Regions from separate parts of the Mus musculus genome. Here region 1 is linked to region 2. Evidence: chromatin contacts called from public promoter capture Hi-C data. All regions are on one chromosome and are shown on one strand. The core of a region is the stretch at or near the end of the contact, and the rest is flanking DNA. Distances in the headings are between cores, read along the strand shown. Region 1 holds the start of Etfb (electron transferring flavoprotein, beta polypeptide). Region 2 holds the start of Lsm14a (LSM14A mRNA processing body assembly factor).

Region 1 (4,639 bases), core at 322-2,821, 9.1 Mb before region 2:
ACATAAAATAAAAATAAATAATAAATCATTTTAGAAATTTAAATTATAATAAAAATACCTTGTCAATAATAATAATAATTTTAAAAATAAAATGGAAAAAGACTGGAGCTATAGCTCAGTGGTGCTGGTCTGGCCTAGCACTTGGAAGGTCATGGGCTTAATTCCCATCAACACACACACACCCAAATAAATAAATAAATAAACAAACAAATTAATGGTGGTTGAGTTGCCCACAAACCCACATGTATCTCAATAAACCTGGAAGCACCATCTCTGTCACAGGCTGTTAGAAGCCACCTCAAGCCAACCCGTTTTCTCTCTAGCAAACAGGCAGAGAGTCAGACTTGCCCAGACTCCTGATTCTTGCTGCTTACCCAGCTTGGGGGCAGGGGGCAGGCATCTGGCAAGTAACAGGGCCTCCACGGGCCTGGGTTTCCTCAACCACCCTGTTCGATTGAGAGTACAGAAGCTGTACAAAGGGATCAATCTCTGTACAGGAATTATATCTGCTGGTGCTTTGTGCCGACTTCCATGTGTGCTGTCTGGGTCATGGACATTAAGTCTGAGTCTGTCTCCTGAATCCTTCTTGTCTCATTCCTCAACTGCGGTACGTAGATGGTGGTATTAAATGATATAGCCCGTTTTTACCTATCTCAGAGGGTCTCTTGGGTGCATCTTCCTTATGCTAGGAAATTTGAAGGACACAAAGGGGGATCACAGGACAATGGGGACAGACAAACATGAATTGCCACCATCTTTTTTTCAGTACAGATTAGGCTAAGCATTGAGAGACTGGCCTGGGAACCCAGTCTGATTCAATGCTGGCTACAGCAGCTTCTCTCTGAGGAGAACCCAGGGCCTCAGGGGTGCTGCCCTCAGACTGCTCACGGACACTCCAAAGTCTTAGTTAAGCTGGCTCCTTTGAACTTGCTTCTCCAGCAAGCACAGGTCTCCTTCCCTTCCTAAATAAAAAACTGTCGACAAGCATCCCATGGCTATATGGGTGAGGCGCTTTCTGAGTCCCATGGAACCAGATGGCTCTCCATGTGGCTGTACATTTAGAGCAGACAGTGCAGCCTGCAAGGTAATGAGTGATGAAACCGCAGGCCCCACATAGAATTCTCTATTCTGATTCTCTCTTGCTAAGTGCCAGTTTTGTGCCTCAGTTTCTCCACGTGTTAAATAGGGACCATGACTCCTCCAGCCCACAGTTATCAAGGGACTGAGAGAGAGGGGAAAAGGGTCGTCACCTCAGAAGGATCTGATTGTCAAAATCTCACAGCCCTTGATTTTTGCTCCAAGTATGACTGACGTCGGGTCAAAGGGCAATAGAAATTGACTTTTGAAAGGTTCTCTTATGTGGGGCACGCTCCTGCTCTTGGACGTTCATAGCTGCGGTCTCAGGGTGCTGGGACCTAGTCGGGGTGGGGAAAGTCACCTTCACAGCGAAGTCGATGACCCTCTTGACAGCCACGAGCGCGCGCAGCTCCGCCATCTTCCTGCAGCAGTCACTGGCCGGGTCAGGTTGCTCCTAATCCAGATAGTCACACACTCCGCCCCGTATCTGTCTCTGCGCCTGCGCGCCGCAACACCGACCAATCAACCGTCGCACAACTCAGAAAAAGCCAATAGGAAGCGGAATTCAGGGAGAGGCGGGGTCCACGGCGGACCGCTGGGTGGAGGGGGCGTTGCACAGAAGTAGGGGAAAGGGCATTCCTAGGAGTGAAGTTTGCTGAGGGCTTATTTATCCTAATGCTCTCCTCGTAACTCCTGTTGTCCCCAGATCTGCAATTCACTTCTAGATCCCTCCTTTCTCAGCACTCCAAGCCCCCATGTCTGTGTTCCCACGCGCACCCTGTGCCTTTTTTCCTACGCCCCCAAGGCCTTCCTTCACTTGCTTGCCGCCGCATTCTTTCTGCAGATTCCCTCCTTATCCTTGCGTCTACACTTTACTTCCTTGTGATTTTCCCGTGTCCGCTCATCCCCACCTCCTCCCGCGACTGCGTGCTTTATGACTCTCCCGAGTCCCATATTCTCTCCCCGTGCATTCCCCGGGTGCGCTCGTCCCCGCCCCTTCTTCTACGCCTACATCCGCTAGGACTACCCGGTGTCAGCTTGTCCCTACACCCTCTCCCTGCTTCCGCATCTGCAAATCCCCAGGGTACACACCTCGTTACAGGGTTCAAGTCTCCGTTCCTACCCTCCCACATTCCTTCTGACCTCCTTAACTCTCTACAAGCCACTTTATCCGTGTCTCTGTAGTCTCCAAGCTTCTGTCTCTACGTTCCGCAGAAAAGCACGCAGGGGCGAGGCTAAAAGCCATTCCTTTATTCTGCCCCAGGCAGGCCGCATTCATAGGCATACCGGGAATCCGCTGATGGCTTCGGTGCTCTGCAAGATCATGTCGGCAAGCAGAAAGCAGAAGCCTGGCAGGAAGGGAGTACAGAGCCCGGGGAAGGAAGGTGGGCTATGGGGCGGATGATCTGGCCTGCCTGGGAGCTAGGGATGGGGGTTCCAAGGGCGTTTCCATCGGGTGTCTTGGAGTGCAGGGGCGGGGAAGTCACTGGAAGTTATTGTGGACTTTGCTAGGAAGAATAGGTGACTGGGAAGTTTCTGGGGAGGGGAGTCCTCTAGAGGGGTAGTCTCCACCCTCTTCCCCTCGTGCTGGTTACCCGCAATAAACAAGAAGGGTAAAGCCAACCATCCGAAAAAGTAGGACCAGGAGAAGAAGACTTCTGGCTTCCAGGCATTCTTTGAAGTGTATACGGCCAAGGCAATCAGCAGCAGCAACCCTGGGCCACGCCCACCCGTCAGGTGAGCGTGGCCAGGTAGAAGCTGCACCCAAGCCCACCCCTCAGAACTGCCCTTGTCTCTGACTTATCAAACCACGCCCAGCTTCCCTTTGGCTTCACCTTCGTGGGCTTCTTGCTCCTCCTCTTTTCTTTTTTTATTAAAAATAGATTCTTCCTTTATACAATCTATCCCGACCACAGTTTCCTCTCCCTCAACGTCTCCCAGCTTCCCTCATCTCCCCTCCCACACTTCCTCCTCTTCAGAGTAGAGTAGGTCTCCAAGAGAGGACAGTCAAACAGGACAAAAAGAGATACAAGGAGACAAGGCAAAAGCCCACGGAGGATGGGCAAGAGAACGCAACAGGAGGCGAAGAGTCCCAAGAGCAGAAGAAAAGAGTCAGAAACATCCCCACTGTCAGCTGCCCCCTGGCCCCTCCCATTTCTAACCATGGCAGTCAAACTCTCTCGGCCCAACTCCTTCAGAATTGCCACCACCACCAGCACCACCACCACCCCTCCTACATAGGGGTGACTGCCTTCTCACCGCTGAGGAAAAGTAAGACAATGGTATTCTGGCTACGTCGTGACTCTGCCTCTCGACACTGAATCCTTATCCCGATCCCCAAAGCTACAATACTGAAGGTTGCTGCCAACACCATGCACGCTGCGGACACTGCCACGGTGTCTGGAGAGACAGGGTAGCATCAGCTAGACGCCTTGGTGCCATGAAAGAACATCCCTGGGCTCTTCTGGCCATCCTCACCCCTACACACACACACACACACACACACACACACACACACACACACACACACACCATGAGTATCTAGAGCTCATCTGACTGCATTTTGGAAACAGGTGTTCCTATGGGAACGGAGGACTTGGTAGGGAGAGGACAGCAAGGCAGGCCTGGGGAGAAAGAGCCTTTGGGTAAAGGACATCTGGGTCTGCGCCTGGTATGGAAGGCCCATCTGGAGCTAGGGGTAGGGGTGGGCTCTGGAGTGTGGTCTGATATAGAGGCAGGTGAAGGTCTCACTCTGGCAGGGGATGTTGGAGCATTTGCCATGGGTACACTCCTGCCATAGGCCACTGTGCCCCCCTTGCTGTCGGGTCCAGTAGTTGGTGGTAGTAGACAGTACTGTGAGGATGCTGCTCAAGAGATTAAGTAAATTCCCTCCAGTCTGAAGGCTCTTCTTCACCCCCATGCCAAGGAGGCAGCTGCCAAGGACATCACAGGTACGACTGGCTCACACCTCTCGTTAGGAGGAAGCTCTTCCACGCCAGAAGGCCTCCCCCCCACCCCCCGCCCCCCAAGCACTCTTGCCTGGCAACCTCAACGTCCCCAACAGCAGCCACTTGCCTGGGATCCTAGCCTCAGTGAGGCTGAGGCAAGACATCACAAGCCCAAGGGCAGGCCATGAGTAATGTAATGAGTTCTGGGCCAGGCAGACTACAGTGTGAGAGCCTATCTCAATTAAAACAAGCAAAACAATACAAAATAAAAGAGGAGCAAGGAAGGTAGCTTAGTAGTAGAGTGATTGCCCAGCATGCACACGGCCCTGGGCACATTCCTTAGTTTAATATAAAACCGTCATGGTGGGGCACACGTGTCATCCCAGCACTTGGGAGATAGGGGCAGAAGGATTAGAAGTTCAAGGTCATTTTTCACTTACATAGTGAATTCAAAGCCAGTCTGGGTTATGTGAGACTCTCTCAAACAAAACAAAAAATTTCCCAATATCCCCTCACCCCATGCTACTGGCCTCTTCCTCAGCTACCTTGCCTAAGAACTTATGACCCCCCTCTAAGAGACTCAGTTCTCCAAGTGTCTCCATCCCCATCTCCAC
Region 2 (5,047 bases), core at 2,040-4,539:
GTAAAGGAAGAAAATGTAATTTACACGATTGCAATATTAGAATTAACAATGACCTCACATGTATTTATTATGTGTTAATGAACTGGAGCATTAGATAGACAACATAGGCAAAAACGTGTAGGTTTTCAGGAGGAAAAGAAAATCAATCTTGTTTGTTTTGTTTTGTTATCTTGAGACAGCGGGATCTCATTTTGTAGCTCAGGCCTGGAACTCACAATTCTCCTACTTCCCAACTGCTGGAACTACCAGTGTGGTATATACCTACCTAAATTTAAATAACCTAACTGCCTATTTCTAGAACTGAAAAAGACTATACTTACCGGGATGAATAGCTGGTTAAGGTAAGTACAAGAAAGGCCTGGAGGGATGGTTCAACAGTGAAGGTTGCCCTTCCAGAGGACCTGGCTCAGTTCCCAACAACCACATGGTGGGTCATAACAATCTGTAAATCAAGTCCCAGGGAATCTAACGCCCCCTTCTGGCCTCCACAGTCACTGCACATACTTCATATATAACATATATATGTCTGTACAAACACCCATAATAAAAAAGGAATCTTTTTAAAAAGATAAGTACAAGACTAATTGAAATCAAGAATTTGGAAATTAGCTCAGTGGTACTTATCTAGCATGCACATATAAGGCCGCGGGTTCAATGCCCAGCACCACACACAGGTCACTTTAAAAAAGTGTGGACCTTATATTTAAAAATAAAATTACTGATAATTATAGCCTAGTTGGGTGTAGTGCCAAATGACTTTTCTTGGTATTCAGGAGGCAGAGACACATGGATCCCTTTGAGTTCCAGCCTGGGCTACACAGCAAATTCCAGGACAGTCAGGGCTATATAGACTCTGTCTCAAAACAACAAAAAAGATTTTGCGTGTTTCCTGGTTAGGGTTACTATTGCTATGATAAAACACTACGACCAAAAAGCAACTTGGGGGCGTCAGAATTTCTTCCCTTACACTTTTAGGTAACACTCCCTCACTGAGGGAAGCCAGGACTGGAACCTGGAGGCATAAGCTGATGCAGAGGCCATGGAGGGGTGCTGCTTATAGCTTTGCACTCCATGGTTTGCTTAGCTTGCTTTCTTATAGATCATAGGACAACCGGCCCAGAGGTGGCTCCACCCACAATGGGCTGGGTCTTCCCCCATCAATTAGTTTGTTTGTTTTTTTGTTTTTTGTATTTTTGAGACAGGGTTTCTCTGTGTAGCCCTGGCTGTCCTGGAACTCACTTTGTAGACCAGGCTGGCCTCGCACTCAGAAATCTGCCTGCCTCTGCCTCCCAAGTGCTGGAATTAAAGGCATGTGCCACCACTGCCCGGCCCACAACCACTTTTCAATATTGCCCCAGTGAGGATTAAACTTTACATGAATTCTTGGGAGACACATTCAAACCATCGCAGACACAAACCTTGGGCCCCAGAAGACCCTAGGAACCATGAATAAAGACAGTTTGTTGGGGGTGATGGGGAGAGAGGAGAATAGATACAGTAACGGAGAAATTATCAAATTGGCAATTAAATGTACTATGTAATTGGGACATGGAGTACAGCTAGTTCCATCACCAGCTAACACCATGGAATAAACCCAACAGAGATGGCAGTGATGTGGTTGGTATGTGTGAAGCCAGGAGATGTGAGAGATGTAAATTTGAGAGTTAGGTATCATCAGTTTATAGAAACTGACAAGGGAAAGAATGTGTTCACTATGGAAGAGAAGGCAACATTGGTCTGAGACCTACAAAGGGAAGACTCCAAACGCAGATTTGCACACCAAATAATGACTGTATGCTGAAGCAGGGACCCCCTTGAAGCCACTGGGCACCAGTCACAGCTCAGCTCATCAATCTTCTCTCCTGCTTTCCCGGAACACGCAGATAATCACCATGCATTGGCTCAGCGCACCAGACATCCTACTTGCTGCCTGTGTTCGGCTCTTATCCCAGTTGTTCACTCTTGCAGCAAATGTCTACCGAGCAGCTGTCCTGGGCCGGTTGCTACACTTGGCCCCAAGGATGATGCAAACAGTGTCTAAAACCAGAAACCCTTCCTCAAAATATTTGCATTCTAGCCAAGAAGGGAGACAAACACTTATGACTAAATAGACAAATGCGATGGGGGGTAGGGAGGGAGCAAGGCAAGAAGAGGGGTGTAAAGCGAGATCTACTGTAGTTTTGTAAATACATCACCTCTTAGGGCAGCTTTGAGCAGAGTATAATGAACTGTGGAAGCTGTGAGAAGAAGGGATGCTTGGAACAGTATGGAGCTGTGTAACAACAAATTAAATCATCCATGCCCTCATAAGCCAAACTAGGAAGTCTGGTTTTCACCTTGTGTAAAATGTAACCTGTGGAGCGCACTGAGTAGACGGATGTTATCTTGAGTTGAACAAAAGTCCAAAATCTCTTGCTACTTGAACATGATTCCCCCTGACTGCTGTGTTAAGAAAAACCTAGTAGGGGTAAGAGAAATAGAATTCTTCGGGAGCTACTGCCAACAACTCTGGCCAGGGTAACTGAGGCGTTATATAGAGCTGTACGGATGGAGACGGTCCAGCCTGAACAGACAAGATTTATAGTTAGGACAGGTGTGGAGGTGTAAGACAATCCAGGACTGGGGTCTTAGCTACTAAGCAAACGTTCCCGGTTCATAGTTACCTCCGAGAACAAGCTAGAGGGACGAGTTTGGAGTAAAACCGAAGAGTTACATCTCTGGATGCAAAGTTTTAAGATGCCAATTTGGTATCCGATCGGAGAGATGATCGTTATTAAGAAAGTGGAGCTGACATTAAGTGATCAAAGCGGCAGAGAAACACTTGGACTGGTGTTTCTTGCATAGTTAGTGACCGGGAACATCTTGAAAGCTAGGACACGGATCAAGCCGCATAAAAAGGGTTGGACTCAGTTTGGGGGACAGAGTCCCAGAGCCTCCCGGAGCGGCAGCCCTTGGAGTGTGAGACTCCTCAGGCGAAGATGGCTGCTCTGGCGTTTACAGTGAGAGTTCCGTGGCCCGCGGAGAGCGGCTCCGGAGCTGGGAGGCGACCGCTTACAAAGACTCTGGGCTCGTACCAAAGTGCAGCCCGCCTAGAAATGGCAGAGGCCGCAGTCAGCATCACCAGGCGGGATGGGCCCTCGTCTAGTCTTCCCGCGACATCTAGGTGCCGTGAAAACCTTCCACGTCGGGAGCGCAAGCCAAGCGCTCTGGGCCGCCGCGGAAAGAGCCCGGGACCGTCCGTGAGCTCGGCGAGTCTCGCGAGAAAGCACGCCGCCTCGCCCTCCCGGCATGCCCTGCGCCGCCGCCGCTGCTGCCGCCGCCGCCGCCGCCGCGCCGCGGTTTGAGGGCGGGAGGCTGGGGGAGGGTAAGCGGAGCCGGCGCGGCCGCCATGTTGGTTCTGAGGCGGCTGCTGTGAGGCGCCGACGGAGGGAGCGAGCGAGCGGGCGGGCGGGCGGAGCGGCGGGCGCAGCGCGGGATCTGACTGAGTGCGAGCGGCGGGCGACGGCGGCGGCGCCATGAGCGGGGGCACCCCTTACATCGGCAGCAAGATCAGCCTCATCTCCAAGGCGGAGATCCGCTACGAGGGCATCCTCTACACCATCGACACCGAGAACTCCACGGTAGCCCTCGCCAAAGGTACGGCGGGGCGGGCCTCGGGGTTTTGGGGGGCGCGGGTAGAGCGCCCCGCCGCCCTCGCGCTCTTCTCCCTCTGCGGTCCTCACGGGCCTCGCTCCCTCCCGGCCCCCAAGCGACAAGGGCCGGGCTGCGGCCTCCCCGGGCTCCCCGGGCTGCTTCCTTTCCCCCGAAGCTCCGCGCCTTCCATCCGGGGAACGAGTGCGCGGCGCCCGGGGCGGGGCGATGCTAAAGTCCCGGGAACCAGCCGGAGAACACACCCAGGTTCGCGGCTTCCAAGACCGAAATTCGGTCGTTCCTTCTTCGGAAGCGCCGAACAAAGCCGGAGGAGTCGAAGAATCTTGACGCCTACCTCGAGATGAATGCGGATGTGTTGATTCCTCGGGCACCCATTTTCTCAGCGTTCTTCGTCTGGGTCGGTGGCGACGGTTGTCGAGTGAACTCCTAAGGAGTGTGCTCCAAACTTTGGGTTTGCGCCGCAGACTTGTGATCTCGAAAGGCCGTTTCGTACCGTCCAGTCGATCGCATCCCGTTTGTCTCCTCTGTGATTGTTACCTGTTATGCCGGAATTCTTATGCAACCGAAGGGTGCGCGTTAAAATGCTTGCTTGCTGTCCCCATGGGCCAATTTTCTGGAACCCTGGTAGAAAGGAAAGTTTAAGTTTTGATGATCCGGGACTCTTGTACACACTTCAGAGCGAGTACTATCGGGGCGCTGACCGACTCCGCTGTACTTGGGGAGAGGAAGTTGTGTGGAAGGGGATCCCCCCCTACTTACCCCAACCCCATAGTCTGTACAGTCGATACAGTCAATTTGTGGGTTTTGTTTCCGTTCACGCGTGCTAGTGACAGGAAGGCACAAAGAAAATAAACTTGAGTTTCTGATCCTAGGGGAAGTCTTATAACAGTTTCTGATACCAGGGAGGTCTATTTTCCTACCACACCTAGTAGAATTGTTAAGAACTAAGTATGCTAGGAAAAAAGGTCCTAGGGATAGCAAGATTCTAAATCTAAAAGCATTTTTTATAGATGCTTCTTTTAACAGTTTCAGTTTCTTGAATTATACCTAATAGGGGGTAGGGGTGTGGCTTGATTGACAGCTCTTCTCTAGCAAGTGGGAGATCTGGGTTCCCTCCCCAGAACCACAAAAACAAAGCTTAAAAAAGGGACACTATAAAAGAGTAGGGTGATGTTTTCCACAGTTGCATTGTGATACTTACATAACTTTTGGCAATTTACTTAAAAAAAAAAATCCTTGAATCAAACACTGAAAAGTCAAGGAGTCTGCTTTTTAAAGAGCAGTATGAGGCTTGGTGCTGTGACACTCCCCTGTAGTCCCCGATATGCAAAATCAGGGCTGCTAAAGCAATACAGCTAGGTCATCTCAGTCGATGCTTAAATGCATAAAACCCGGT

The links. Promoter capture Hi-C pulls out the DNA fragments that hold promoters and counts their contacts.
Region 1: a promoter capture Hi-C map of second pharyngeal arch cranial neural crest shows a contact between it and region 2. The contact joins the promoter of Etfb here to the promoter of Lsm14a in region 2. A contact is called at or near these places in 3 of 39 promoter capture datasets (cranial neural crest, maxillary cranial neural crest and second pharyngeal arch cranial neural crest) and 1 of 484 Hi-C or Micro-C datasets (CD8 T cells).

Annotation. Positions count from the first base shown.
Region 1 is chr7:43,441,004-43,445,642 of GRCm38.p6, reverse strand. It overlaps Etfb (electron transferring flavoprotein, beta polypeptide), which reads right to left and starts at 1,571. Exons shown (of 6, transcript NM_026695.3): 1 at 1,439-1,571. The coding sequence starts at 1,495. Cldnd2 (claudin domain containing 2) reads right to left here. Exons shown (of 5, transcript NM_028849.1): 2 at 3,829-4,010; 3 at 3,337-3,477; 4 at 2,673-2,792; 5 at 2,323-2,426. The coding sequence starts at 3,997. The coding sequence ends at 2,353.
Region 2 is chr7:34,387,947-34,392,993 of GRCm38.p6, reverse strand. It overlaps Lsm14a (LSM14A mRNA processing body assembly factor), which reads left to right and starts at 3,289. Exons shown (of 11, transcript NM_025948.3): 1 at 3,289-3,636. The coding sequence starts at 3,516. Gm12764 (predicted gene 12764) reads right to left here and starts at 4,381. Exons shown (of 2, transcript NR_169160.1): 1 at 3,986-4,381.